2 separate regions of the Mus musculus genome follow, and region 2 is linked to region 1. The links are chromatin contacts, called in public Hi-C maps. All regions are on one chromosome and are shown on one strand. The core of a region is the stretch at or near the end of the contact, and the rest is flanking DNA. Distances in the headings are between cores, read along the strand shown. Region 1 has its middle 35 kb from the start of Skint11. Region 2 has its middle 22 kb from the start of Gm40228.

Region 1 (6,223 bases), core at 2,040-4,539:
GCAGATGAGAACATCTCAGCATCCATCACTATGGCTACCCACTCTAGGATTGCACTCCTGGACCAAGCTTTCATCTGAAAATATGTCTTGCCGAAAAATTGTCAGTCATTCTCTAGAGTGGTCTAGTTCCCAGGCTACTCTGGTCTTAGGGCTTCCTAGACTCCAGGTAAATGGGCACTATATAGCTTGTTCTGACAGGGAAAAGCCGAAACTTAGAGGCAATTGTCAGGCAGACACACATGTTGGCATTGGAGGAATTATCCATGTCTGCTTTACTTTTAAAGCCACTTCCCTCTTGCAGCTCTGAATCTCTACCCTAAATTCCCCAAAAAACTCCTTCTAAAACTTGGCTGGTTTCATGGTGGTGTTGGTGTTGCTGGTGTTGCTGGATGTCTGGGATATGATGGCTGGCCAGGTGCTCATCTCATAGTGAGTCAAGAGTTTCTGTCCTTTTGACTAGATATGTGTGACCATCACATATCCTGCCTTGCCACATCCGGTTGGACTCAGAACACAGAGACTTTGCATAAAGGAGGAGAATAGGGGCTCAGGCTAGCATGGGTGGAATTATGGGTGCAGAGGTCAAATCCAGAAAGAAGGGTCCCTGCTGAAAATTAGTCTCTTCCACCTTGCACTTGAGAAACTGTTGAGTGGTGCTGCTGTAGAGAGATGGACACATGTGGACACTCAGGAGTGGGACTCTGCTGGATTGTGTTCACAGGCATGAATGAAGAGCTTCTGGGTAGTAGGGATAGCTCAACAAATAAATCATCAGGGCCTAGAGTGAAATGTGCCCTTGAGAGGCAGAAGAAGCCCTGGTAAAGAAGGAACAGGAGAAGGAGAATGGGAAAGAGGAGGAGGGGAATGGCAAGGAGGAGGAGGAGAAAGAAAGGAAGGAAAGAAGGAAGGAAGGAAGGAATAAAGAAAGAACACACACACACAGAGAGAGAGAGAGAGGGAGAGAGAGAGAGAGAGAGAGAGAGAGAGAGAGAGAGAGAGAGAGAGAGAGAGAGAGAAAGAGCGAGAGCGAGAAGAAACAAAATTAGCCTGATGAAAAGATCTAAGATTTGTACCTAATCTAACATGATTGAACAGATTAACAAACCAGTGATAAGGTGCCTGTCCTCTGAGCAGAGGTCTGAACACTGTGGCTTTAGATGTGACTGGATTCTTAGGAGAGCAAGGAGAGTAGGCAACATTATGAGAAGAGTAGTGTGGTCTTGAGCATGGTGAGCTAAGAAGGCCTCAGATTCATTCAGCCATGACCACTCCTAAGAATCCATACAGTCACCATATGGATAGTTCATGTCAGTCCTTTGAAGGCATTCCTGTTTTGTGTCATAAACTTCAATGTCTCTTGCCTGCTGTGACACCCTACTCCTTTGTTTTCTGTATTATATAAGACTGGTGTTTGCTTTGTGAAAAATTACATCCAGATACAGCACTCCCTTGTGTCTGTGTCCATTTGTCACTTTTTTTTGTCGCTGACACCTTGCCCCCCTGTAACTGGGAACTCTGAAATTTCCCTTGGATTTAGAGAGGCAGACTGGGGCCAATCCGTGGCAGTCTTCTAAGTGGAGGCTCAAATAGTCTGTACTTTTCAGGGTATCTAAAAGTTCTTGCATTTTTGTTTTGTTTCTGTTGCCACCAGGAAGTCAAATATAAACTGACTTTATCTTCAGGGTTTATCAAGACAGAATGTCAATAATAAAAGCTGTTTTTTTTTTTTTAATTTTATGGTTACCCTGGGCTTTGGAAGAGGACACCTCTGATCTTCAGCACCCACTCCCTTTATCTCCTTCTTCTGAGGCTATTTTAGGCATCTCTTTTTGTCTTCTTTGACCTTGGCTGCCAATAGGATCTTTGCCAGGTCTCCAGTCTGTTGCTTTTGTCCTCTTATGCTGTCTCTGTCATTATCATTAAGTCTTTCAAACTCTTTTCTCTTAACCTCTCAGCCCTCTAGAGTTTTTTCTTAATATCTGGTGCTGTCTGATTAAGAAAATCTAGAATGACTGCTTTCTTTGCTTCTCATAATTCAAGATCCATGGGTGTGTAATGTCAAAATGCCTCCATGACCCTCCCTAAAAAGGCGTTTGCTGTCTAATATCATACACTATGGCCAAATTTGTGGACCATCTTTTGGCCAACTTGAGACTTGCCAGCAGAGTCTGACAGTAGATCAAGAGCCTCCTCTTATCTTCATTGGTGTTAAAATCCCAATCTAGGTGATCAACATAAAGCAAGCATATTGGGGGAGGGGTTTCCTGTAGGGCCAGGAACCAGCTTCCTGGCCGTTTTTTGTGGTGAGGGAACCTATAGAATGTGGTAGACTTAGCCTGCCTCATGTTAATATATCCGCCAAAGTCACAGTCACTTCATCAAAGTCATCTCGTCAAAGTTACCTGTCAAAGTCATCTCTTCAAAATCATCTTGTCAACGTCCCCTCGTAATGAGAAACACAAACACAACATACAGAAACACAAAACCTTCCCTGTCTGTTGCAGAAACAAGAAACAACCAGAAAACAGCACTCATGAAAAGGACCTCTCTGTGAGACCCAAAACACAAGTGCAACCTTGTCTCTCTGTCAGGCAGAAATGAGAAGTAAAAAGAAAGTGGTGCACACCCACAAATAAAGAACCAGATTGGTGGGCATCTCTTGGCTTCCCTGAGCCTACTCCCACCCCAAAACGAGACTCAGGTCTCCTGGTCCCGCCATAGCCATGGCTTCCAGATACATCTATCCTAAACACAACTGGCCACATAAACAAATTCAAGGCCTTGTACCCAGAAGGAAGTGACTCCATTTAGAATCAGTGAATAGAAAAGACATCATCAGAAAAAAATACAGCCTGTAGTAACAAGAATCAACCAGACGGTGGCGCTCACAGACACATAACCCTCAGTACAAATGTTTACTCAGACCTGGAAAAATCACCATGGCAACTTAAATCATTTTTCTTTACACTAGTTTTCTTTAAGATCTGTAGACCTCACAGAAAGTTTCCAGCATTCAGATAAATTAGCTGCTACACAAAGCACAAGCTTTTGCACCACTGTGCAAACACTCACCTACTCAGACCACATAGAAAACTTCTGACACTCAGACAGATTCCACAGCACTGCTCAAACCTAGATTTACCATGGCAACACAAGCTACCAGGTTCCACACAAATAACCCATCTTAGCACAGTTGGAAGGGTTCCACATTTACTTCTACACTAGCTTGCTTCCTTTCTGCTCTGCAGATCTCACACAGAAAGCTCGAATTCAGTGCTCATTATTACAAACATAAAAACACAAATACCTAAACTAGTTTTGCTGGCTTCAACACGCCTCCCGCCAGAGAGAGGTAGTCAGTCTTGTGTGTCATGGGGAAGTTCTCGGCCAATGCTCCAAAATATTTTGCCAGGGAAATGTTACTGATCCCTCAAAATACATATAGGATCCAATCTGATGCAATCCACAGCAGGGTCTTTATTCTATTCAAGTTAGCTTGCTCCTCCTGCAAAGCAACACCTTCATGCACTATGGTTTTGGTGGTGGAGGAGCTCCAAATGTTTATTGGGACAAAGCTTTAGAGTAAGCGGAAAGCAGGGAGTATGTGTACAAACATACTAATTGGAAAGCATACTAACTTTCTAATTGGAAAGTTACTGTGGCCTTCAACATAATTGTCTGGTGCTGGGACTCATATCATTAACTTAATTTCTGCTCCCCTCTGCAATGGTACTCATTAGGCAGGGAGTGGGCTTGTAACCTGGGGGTGTAGGTTTGTTGAGGGATTAACCTGGTCTTGAGGGTTTAACCTGGAAACACTGGTCATGTTGGGGATTAGCTAGAGACTGGAGCTAAGCTTGGGTTTTGTTTGGGGGCAGCTTGGAAATTAATGCTAGGTACTAGATTGTTAGTTTACCTGAGTTCAAACTTAGGTCGGCTTCTCTAAAATGGAGTCTGAATTTACAAGATTTGGCATCTCAATAGCTGGCTTTGCTTTCTGTAACTGGAGCTTGTCACTTCAATGAGCCCGTGAACCCATGGTCCTCTTAGGTGTGTCAGCACTTCTGTGATCTTTGGAGTGTTAGCACTCCCAGAAGACCAGCTCTTTCCTGGAAGGACTGGGGTGTGGGGCAGGACTGGGGTCCAGATAGCTGTAGCACAGGGTCAGCCCCATGCTTCCTATCTCTTAACCATATTAAAATAGAATTTAAAAAGCAGGAATTCAACACTCAGCCAACATATCAAGTCATTTTAAATTTCATTTGTAAATGGTCCATGAAATGTTCTGAAAATCTGAGATTCCTAGGGAATAAGCCCATAACCCTCATGAGACCCCAGCTTGATTTTGTCTACAGCCTCTAGTCACACCCTTTCCATCTGTTTGAAGCTTGGCTCCAAATTGAATGACAACTATAGTGTCAGCATTTGTTTACTGTGAGCTCATTAGGGATACAGGCTAGGTCCGATTCACTATGGAATTTAAAGGAACACCAATACATCTTTAAATTAACTCTTTCAGTTCTCCATCTCTCTAACCATCTGATCAAACACTCATTACCTGTGAAATAAGGACTCGGCATTAAAGAAAATTCATTCCCTCCAAAACAGAGAGCCTTTGCCTCATTTAGTCAGGAGAAAAACATGCCTTCTTTCCTCTTCTGAGATCCTTTCCACCCAACTCTTCCTCCCTCATCTGCCTTCCAAGGTTACAAGCATCCCTTTTCATCGCTAGCCAAGAAGAGCCTCACACTTCCATGCAGGTAGGAGTTTCTCAGAAAGAACAGGGTCCTGTGATCCACAGCCGGAGGCCCTTAAGGACATTTGGATGGACTATCAGTTCCCTCCCCTACACACACACACACACACACACACACACACACACACTTTGGCCTTTCAAGCTCTAGGGTAACAATGTAACACTAGAAAGAAAAGGAAGCTAAATATTCTTGTGCATATTTGGCAAGGGAAAAACAGGAGGGTGCAGGAGCACAAGAACTCACCTAGCCACAAAGGCCCTCTTATCTGCAAATTCTTTGAAGTAGGGGAGAAGGGCTCTCAGTAGCTGGGAACCAGAGGTCAGCTTGTATTTATTTATTTATTTATTTATTTATTTATTTATTTATTTATTTATTTATTTATTTATTTATTTACTATAGTTCCAACACATTTATTTCAGTAGGAGAGACTACCTTGCTGCAGAAAATATTTGGCTCTAAAGAAGACAAAGAAAAATCAGCCTCCTTCAAACTCTCACAGTGTTCCTGCCCAAGAATTCAACATAGAAATAAAGGCTGGGCTCAATGCTTGCAGACTTCAGACCTGATGTGGAATCTGAGGCCTGTATTTGATCTCTCAACACTCTCTATGATGTCTGACTTAGCAGAGGGCCTGGTGCATTTATCTGGATGCTTCCCAAGATGTGGGTAATCACTATTTATCTTTCTCTCCCTGCCCCAAACAGTGCATTATAACACTAAACTGTGGTAAGTAGATTATGTCATCAACCTCAGAACCGGAACCTCTTCCCTCTGTTTTTCCTACTGGTCCCAGCTCTGGTCTTTGTCATAACACAGATTTTCATTGACTGTTATTGGTCTAGAACCCCCCCCCCCCGACAAGAATTAGTCATGATATCAGGCATAGGGATCTAAATTCAGTTCCTAAAGATTTATTTGTTATAGAAATATCACCACGAAAGCAAAAACAGACTGCAGGTTGGAGATGAATAGGCCAGTATTATAGCAGTTGAGATATGATGTAGCTTGAACCAATCAGAAGCTAAGCCAGAGCAAGTCAAAGGGCCACTCAATGAGTGGTCGAGCTAGATATTGGAGAATGATAAAAATTCATGCTGGAGGCTAGAGATTAAATGCACAGTCAAGGTAGACACAGAAGACTGATGGGATGACTGATACTGGATATTGGGAACTGGTGGTTGGCCATCCTGTCTGTTGAAATAGGAAAGTCTGACTTGAAGCATAAGAGAAAGGGAGCCACCATACTAAGAAGGATTGATTTGCATCCTACTTGTTGACCACCAGTTGAACCAGCAACATTTTTTTTTTTAATTATTGTGTTTGTCCCACTGGATGAATTTAGATCCTTTGTCAAAGATCAAATGACCATAGGTGTGTGGGTTTATTTCTGTGTCTCCAATTCTTTTTTCTTTTTTTTTTTTTTTTTTTTGGATTTTTTGAGACAGGGTTTCTCTGTGTAGTGCTGG
Region 2 (6,223 bases), core at 2,181-4,680, 240 kb before region 1:
ATGGAGGTGCTCTGGGGGAAATAAGACAATGGTCTGTTCTGATGGTCCCAAAGGGGATTTAGCCCCACCAAATAAACCCAGTGGGACTTTCTTGATCACCATGAAGGATTTTAGGGCTTATCATGCCTGAGAGTTCTTCTGTGTTTCTTAAACAGTGAAATCAAATCTTGAAGGCAAAAATAGATTGGCTCAAAATTACCCTAGAAAAAAGTAAATCACTGGCAGAGTCAGGGCAAAGCTGGTCTCCTGGCTAAAGTAAGGCTGACCTCTACTATTTATACATAGTTGGCAGGCTCCTACTATTTAGATATGCAGCCTCTGCACCAGCCACAAGCAGTATAAACTGGTGTGACAAGCAGCTGCACTTGTAGCTATGTATTTAGTGTAGGTTGTAGATGATGTAGGATAGAGTTGGATAGGCTCCAATGAACCAAGGGCAACCCCTGACCTCATTAGCAAGGCTGAGAGCAGCCTTGGAGATGAACTAGGGAAGAGGTACACATTTGCCTGGGGAGAAGAAGGCACAGGTCTTGGAGCTGGAAAACTGTTCCTATTTTCTGTTTTTGAATTTTCATTGTTCTTTTAGCTACTCTTAGCCCAAGAGAGGGATCAGAAGTCCTTGCTTAGCATGGCAGCTCCTGCTCTCATATGCTCCAAGTGAGCCTTTCCCATTTCAACAGGCAGAATGAGCATCAAGCAGTTCCCAACATCCAGCCTCAGTCATCCCATCAGTCTTCTGTAGCTACCATGACCTTGCACTGAATCTCCAGCATCCAGCACAACTTTCTATCAGGTCTCCAATATCTACCACATCCTCGCATTGAGTGGCCATTTGATTTCTTCTGCCCTAGCTTCTGATTGGTTCAAGCTACACCATATCTCACCTGGTATAATCCTGGACTCCATATCACCAACCTGCAGCCCAGGTTGATGATATAGCTATAACAAATTAATCTTTAGGAACTGAGTTTTGTGGGCACTTGACATCACCTCTAATTCTTGTCAGAGCTGTTCTGGAGCAATCACAGCCGAAGAAGTTCTGTGTCATCACAAAGACCAGAGCCAGTGGGAGGAGCAGAGGTTCTAGTTCTGAGGTTGATGACATAGTCTACTTACCAGAGGGTTTAGTGTTGTGATGGGCTGCTTGGGCAGGGAGAGAAAATTAAGTTGTGATTTCCCACATTTGGGAAGCTCACAGGTGCATCAGGCCCTTATGCTCAGTCTAACATCAAATACAGGCCTTACATTCCACATCAGGTCTGAAGTCTGCAAGCATTGTGTTCAGCCTCTATTTCCATGTTGTACTCATGGGCAGGAACAATCTGGGGGTTTGAAGGAGGCTGATTTTTTTCTCTTGGAGACAAATGTTTTCTAGGGCTTGGTAGTCTCTCCTACTGAAATATGTTGGAACTGTGGTAAGAAAAAGCTGCCCCCTGGTTCCCAGCCTCTGAGAGCCCCTCTCCCCTACTTCAAAGAATTTGCAGATAAGAGGGGCTTTGTGGCTAGGTGAGATCCTGCCTTCCCCCACCCTCCTGTCTTCCCCTTGCCAAATGTGCACAAGAAAATTTAACTTCCTTATCTGACTAGGATTAGATTTGTCACCCTGGAGCTTGAAAGGCCAAGGTGTGTGTGTGTGTGTGTGTGTGTGTGTGTGTGTGTGTGTATGCGTGCACGCAAGGGGGGACTGATGGTCCATTCAAATGTCCTTAAAGACCTCCAGCTGTGGACCACAGGACATTGTTCCTTCTGAGGAACTCCTACCTGCATGGAAGTGTGAGGCTGTACTTAGCTAGCAATGGAAAGGGATGCTTGTAACCTGGGAAGGCACCTGAGGGAGGAAGAGTTGTGTGGAAAGGATCTCAGGAGAGGAAAGAAGGCATTTTTGTCTCCTGATAAGATGAAGCAAAGGCTCTCCGCTTTGGAGGGAATGAATTTCACTTAATGCAGAGTCCTTATTTCACAGGTGATCAAATGGTTAGAGATGGAGCACAAAAACAGATCATAGTTCATTTAAAGAATATTGATGCTTCTTTAAATTCCATAGTGAGTCAGCCCTAGCCTGTATCCCTAAGGAGCTCAAAGTAAACACAGGGTAACACCACAGTTGTCATTCAATTTGGAGCCAAGCCTCAAAAGATAGAAAGGGTGTGGCTACAGGCTGTAGGCAAAATTGAGCTGGGGTCTCATGAGGGTTATGGGCTTATTCCCTAGGAATCTGAGATTTTTCAGAACATTTCACGGACCACTTTGAAATGAAATTCAAAATGACTTGATATGTTGGCTGAGTGTTGAATTGCTGCTTTTTAAATTGGATTTTAGTATGGTTAAGATATAGGAGGCATAAAAATTCATGAAAAGCTTATAGAAGAAAATAAAGAAAATAGATTTCAATGTAATCCGTGTGTGTGAATTGAAAGCTTGAAGGGGAGTGAACCCCAGGCCATCTCTTATTCCACACAAACTGTGGGAGATAACTCACATGCTTTTTATACATGCACACTTAGGTTCAAGGTGTTCAAGGTCACATAGCCAGAATGGCTTTGATGCAAAAGCCACCTGATCTTTATTATATCACAGGGCACAGGGCCCTCCAGATCTGTCTTCGGGAAGGACCCATGGGTACTCCTGCTGGAATTAAGAGAGCATTAAAAGCTTTTAGTCTGAACAAAAATGCAGAGGCTGGGATGGACACCATGAAGTGGGTATTGTTTATGGTAAGTAGGGAAAGTGTTTGCTTGAGAGAGGAGAGAGAGAAGAAACTGGGAAAGGAGATGGGGTCTGTACAGAGGAGACTTAGACTGCTGGATCCAAGCCTAGTCCCACTTTCTCATATTCCTGGGATAGAGCTGACATCAAAAACTATTTGTTGGAAATATTGGAAATCAATATGATTTGGGTCCCAGTGTTCATATCTATTACAGAAACTGAATATGCCTTACATGGGGAAGAAATGTTTGTGTAATCCTTATCAGGCTTTGATACTGAGGTGACAAGCAGGACTCCAGACATTACTTACTTTGCTACCCCATGTTTCCTCGTGGAAAGGATCGTGCACATAGTAGGTGGGCATGTCTATAAAGGGGTTGATGAAATCTTTGAGAAATCCAGAATCTGGATCACACTGGCTACAGACTGACATTTAAGTCATTTAATTCATTTAAGTCATTTAATTCAGACTGACATTTAATTCATAGGAGGAACAAGGCAGATTTTTCTGAGCTGGGAAGTCCCCTCCTGCCAAGACACACTGCTCCCCTGACTCTCAGGGTCTGATCTCCAAGTGGTAAGCTTTTAAGCAGCCTTTGAGGAGAGAAGGCTTCCCCCTGACAAGGTTATGCTTCCCTTTATGCTGGTGTCAGCCCTTGGGCAGGGTGGATTCCCGACTTCCTGGGTGGTATGTGCAAGGCTGTGTCGGCTTGTCTGAGAGCCAAGTGCGGATGCTGAGCGCGTGCTCCTCATGGTGCTGGCTGGGGGGTAGCAGCTTATGTTTGTGTTAGTGTGAACACAGCGGCCTTTGCGGCTGGTTGCTGGCCTTTGTGGTCAGTTGTTCCTACATGGGGATTATGTGGTCCTTCAGAAAATAAAATCACTCAGCAAAGGAAATGTATGCTGGGAAGTACTGATTGTGAGTGTTAGGCAGTGGTACCCTGCAAGTGATCTCTGCAGGCTGGCCTCCAGCACCCACTCTGGTGTTGGGGACTTCTGTATCACCTTTGCTAGGATCCTACGGCAATATCTGCCTTGCATTTGGGCCTATTAACAGGGAAAGGGGTGAGGAAGCTAGTGGTGCAGAAGGGTGACTCCTGGGCACAAAGAAAATGGAGGGAAAAGATGTGATCAGGTTGGAAGCATAGGCCAGTGAGGTCCTCAGGCATTCTCTCCTGTCAGTGACACTCATAGACATTGTGCTGCAGTGGTAGCCATCATAATCTCTGATATCACATATGCAAGGCTTGGATTTGTGTTGCCAGGTCAGTGCATAGCAGATCAAGCAAGGTCCCAGGAAACCTGGAGCAGGGGCAGGTGGTGAACAGTTATCATTGTCAGATCATTGGCTGACTTGCTGTCAGGGCCATAGCTCCTCTCCTGGCCATAGGAAGAATGTATTTTATGCTACCTTGGAGTTGGAATTATTCTCAGAAAACCCAGCTCACCCTAACCTGTCAGACCTTTTACTTCCTCCCCCGAACCCTCAGTGGAACAGCTCAGTTGGAGTCTGTTTGCACAGCTGGGCTGGGGTAGCCCAGTAGGTGGGGAGGGGCTGCCCTCTGGCTCCTGGGGTTCCAGCCAAATATCCCTAGGCCAGTTGGAAATAGCCCAGGAGGATGAAAGGAGCCTTGCATATCCACAAATGGGATGCGGAATCATGGATGGGAACCACAGGGCTGCTTTCTTCCTGATGCTTATTTCTGCCTAGTGGATCCTCTATGAGCCCCATTTCCTCATCTGTAAAAGGGAAAGACCATTATACATCTCTCTAACACTATAACTCTCTAACACTATACAGCCCGTTCTGGGGAGCTGGGGACCTAACCTGATCATCCATGTAAACAACCTGGCAAGTGGCAGGCACAATAGGGCTCTACTTGCTAGTTCCTTTCTATTTCTTCTCTGCCTAAGCCATTTCTTCCACTCTTTGCCAGCCATTAGTTATTTCTGTGTGCATCTACGTGGACCATATGCAGCATTTGTTAAGGATGCTTCAGTGAGTGATGCAGGTCCTACCCTCACAAACTCAGCCCCTATAGTCATGGAAGAAGGATAGACATGAACAATCCATATAGTGACTGTGTGGCTTCTCAGGAGTGGTCATGACTGAATGGAGCTGAAGCCTGCTCATCCCACTGTGCTTAGGATCACATACCCTTCTCATAATGTTGCCTCTTCTATGAGCTTCCCCTGGGTCCGCTAAGCATCCAGTCACACCTAAAGCCACAGTCCTCAGACCTCTGCTCAGAGGACAGGGATCTTATCATTGTGACTTGTAAGTCTGTTGAACCACATTAGGGTGGGCCCATGTCTCAGCTCTTTTCACCAGGCTAATTTGGCTTCTTTCTTTGTTTCTCTCTTCCTTTCCTTTCCTTTCCTTTCCTTTCCTTTCCTTTCCTTTCCTTTCCTTTCCTTTCCTTTCCTTTCCTTTCCTTTCCTTTCCTTTCCTTTCCTTTTCTTTCTCCCTCCCTCCCTTCCTTCCTTGCTTCCTTCCTTCCTTCCTTGCTTCCTTGCTTCCTTGCTTCCTTCCTTCCTTCCTTCCTTCCTTCCTTCCTTCCTTCCTTCCTTTTCTCCTCCTCTTCTTCCTCCTCTTCCTCTTCTTCCTCCTTCTTTGCCAGGGCTTCTTCAGCCTCTCAGGGGCACTTTTCACTCTAGGCCCTGATGATTTATTTGTTGAGCTATCCCCACTACCCAGAAGCTCTTTATTCATGCCTGTGACCACAATCCAGCAGAGTCCCACTCCTGAGTGTCCACAAATGTCCATCTCTCTACAGCAGCACCACACAATAGTTTTCTGAGTGCAAGAGGGAAGAGACTAATTTGTAGCAGGGGCCCTTCTTTCTAGATTTGACCTCTGCAGCATGATCCCACCCCTGCTGGCCTGTACCCCTCTTCTCCTCCTTTCTGCTAAGTCTCTGTGTTCTGAGTCCAACAGGATGTGACAAGGCAGGATATGTGGTGATCACACATATCTAGCCAAGAGGACAGAAGCTCCTGACTCAGCATGAGATGAGGATTCTGTCAAAGAAGAAACACTGGCCAGCCATCATATCCCAGGCACCCAGCAACACCAACAACATCAGCAACACCATAACACCAGCAAGGCTTTAGAAAGAGTTTTGGGAATTTAGGGTGGTGATTCAGAGTCACAGAAGGGGAGTGGCTTAAAAAGTAAAGCAGACATGGATAATTCCTTCAATGCCAACATGTTGGTCTGTCTGACATCTGTCTCTAAGTTTCTGCTTCTTCTCCCTGTCAGAACAGGCTATGTGGTGCCCATTTACCTGGAGTCTAGGAAGCCCTAAGACCAGAGTACCCTGGGAAATAGACCACTCCGGAGAATGACTGACAAGTTTTCGGCAAGCCGTATTTTCAGATGAAAACTTGGTCCAGGAGTGCGATCCCAGAGTGAGTTGCCCTGGTGATGGATGCTGAGACGTTCTCATTCACCTTTCTGCTCTTTCCCACTCATCCTATCCTCCACTCAGCTTTCTTGTTCTCTCTTTGGTCTCTG

What was found. Hi-C and Micro-C count contacts between places; a contact is called where the count stands out from the background.
Region 2: a Hi-C map of the STO cell line shows a contact between it and region 1, with 37 times the contacts expected there. The contact joins two enhancer-like sites. A contact is called at or near these places in 7 of 484 Hi-C or Micro-C datasets (the G1E-ER4 cell line, the HPC-7 cell line, the STO cell line and 3 more).

Annotation. Positions count from the first base shown.
Region 1 is chr4:114,125,672-114,131,894 of GRCm38.p6, reverse strand. No RefSeq gene overlaps it. Among named protein-coding and RNA genes, the nearest start is that of Skint11, 35 kb to the left of the region's middle. Within about 2 kb of position 3,289, at least 1 of the 459 cell types and tissues checked has an H3K27ac peak or open chromatin away from gene starts, as enhancers often do. A contact at or near this core is called in the STO cell line, where this site is marked.
Region 2 is chr4:114,365,263-114,371,485 of GRCm38.p6, reverse strand. No RefSeq gene overlaps it. Among named protein-coding and RNA genes, the nearest start is that of Gm40228, 22 kb to the right of the region's middle. Within about 2 kb of position 3,430, at least 15 of the 459 cell types and tissues checked have an H3K27ac peak or open chromatin away from gene starts, as enhancers often do. A contact at or near this core is called in the STO cell line, where this site is marked.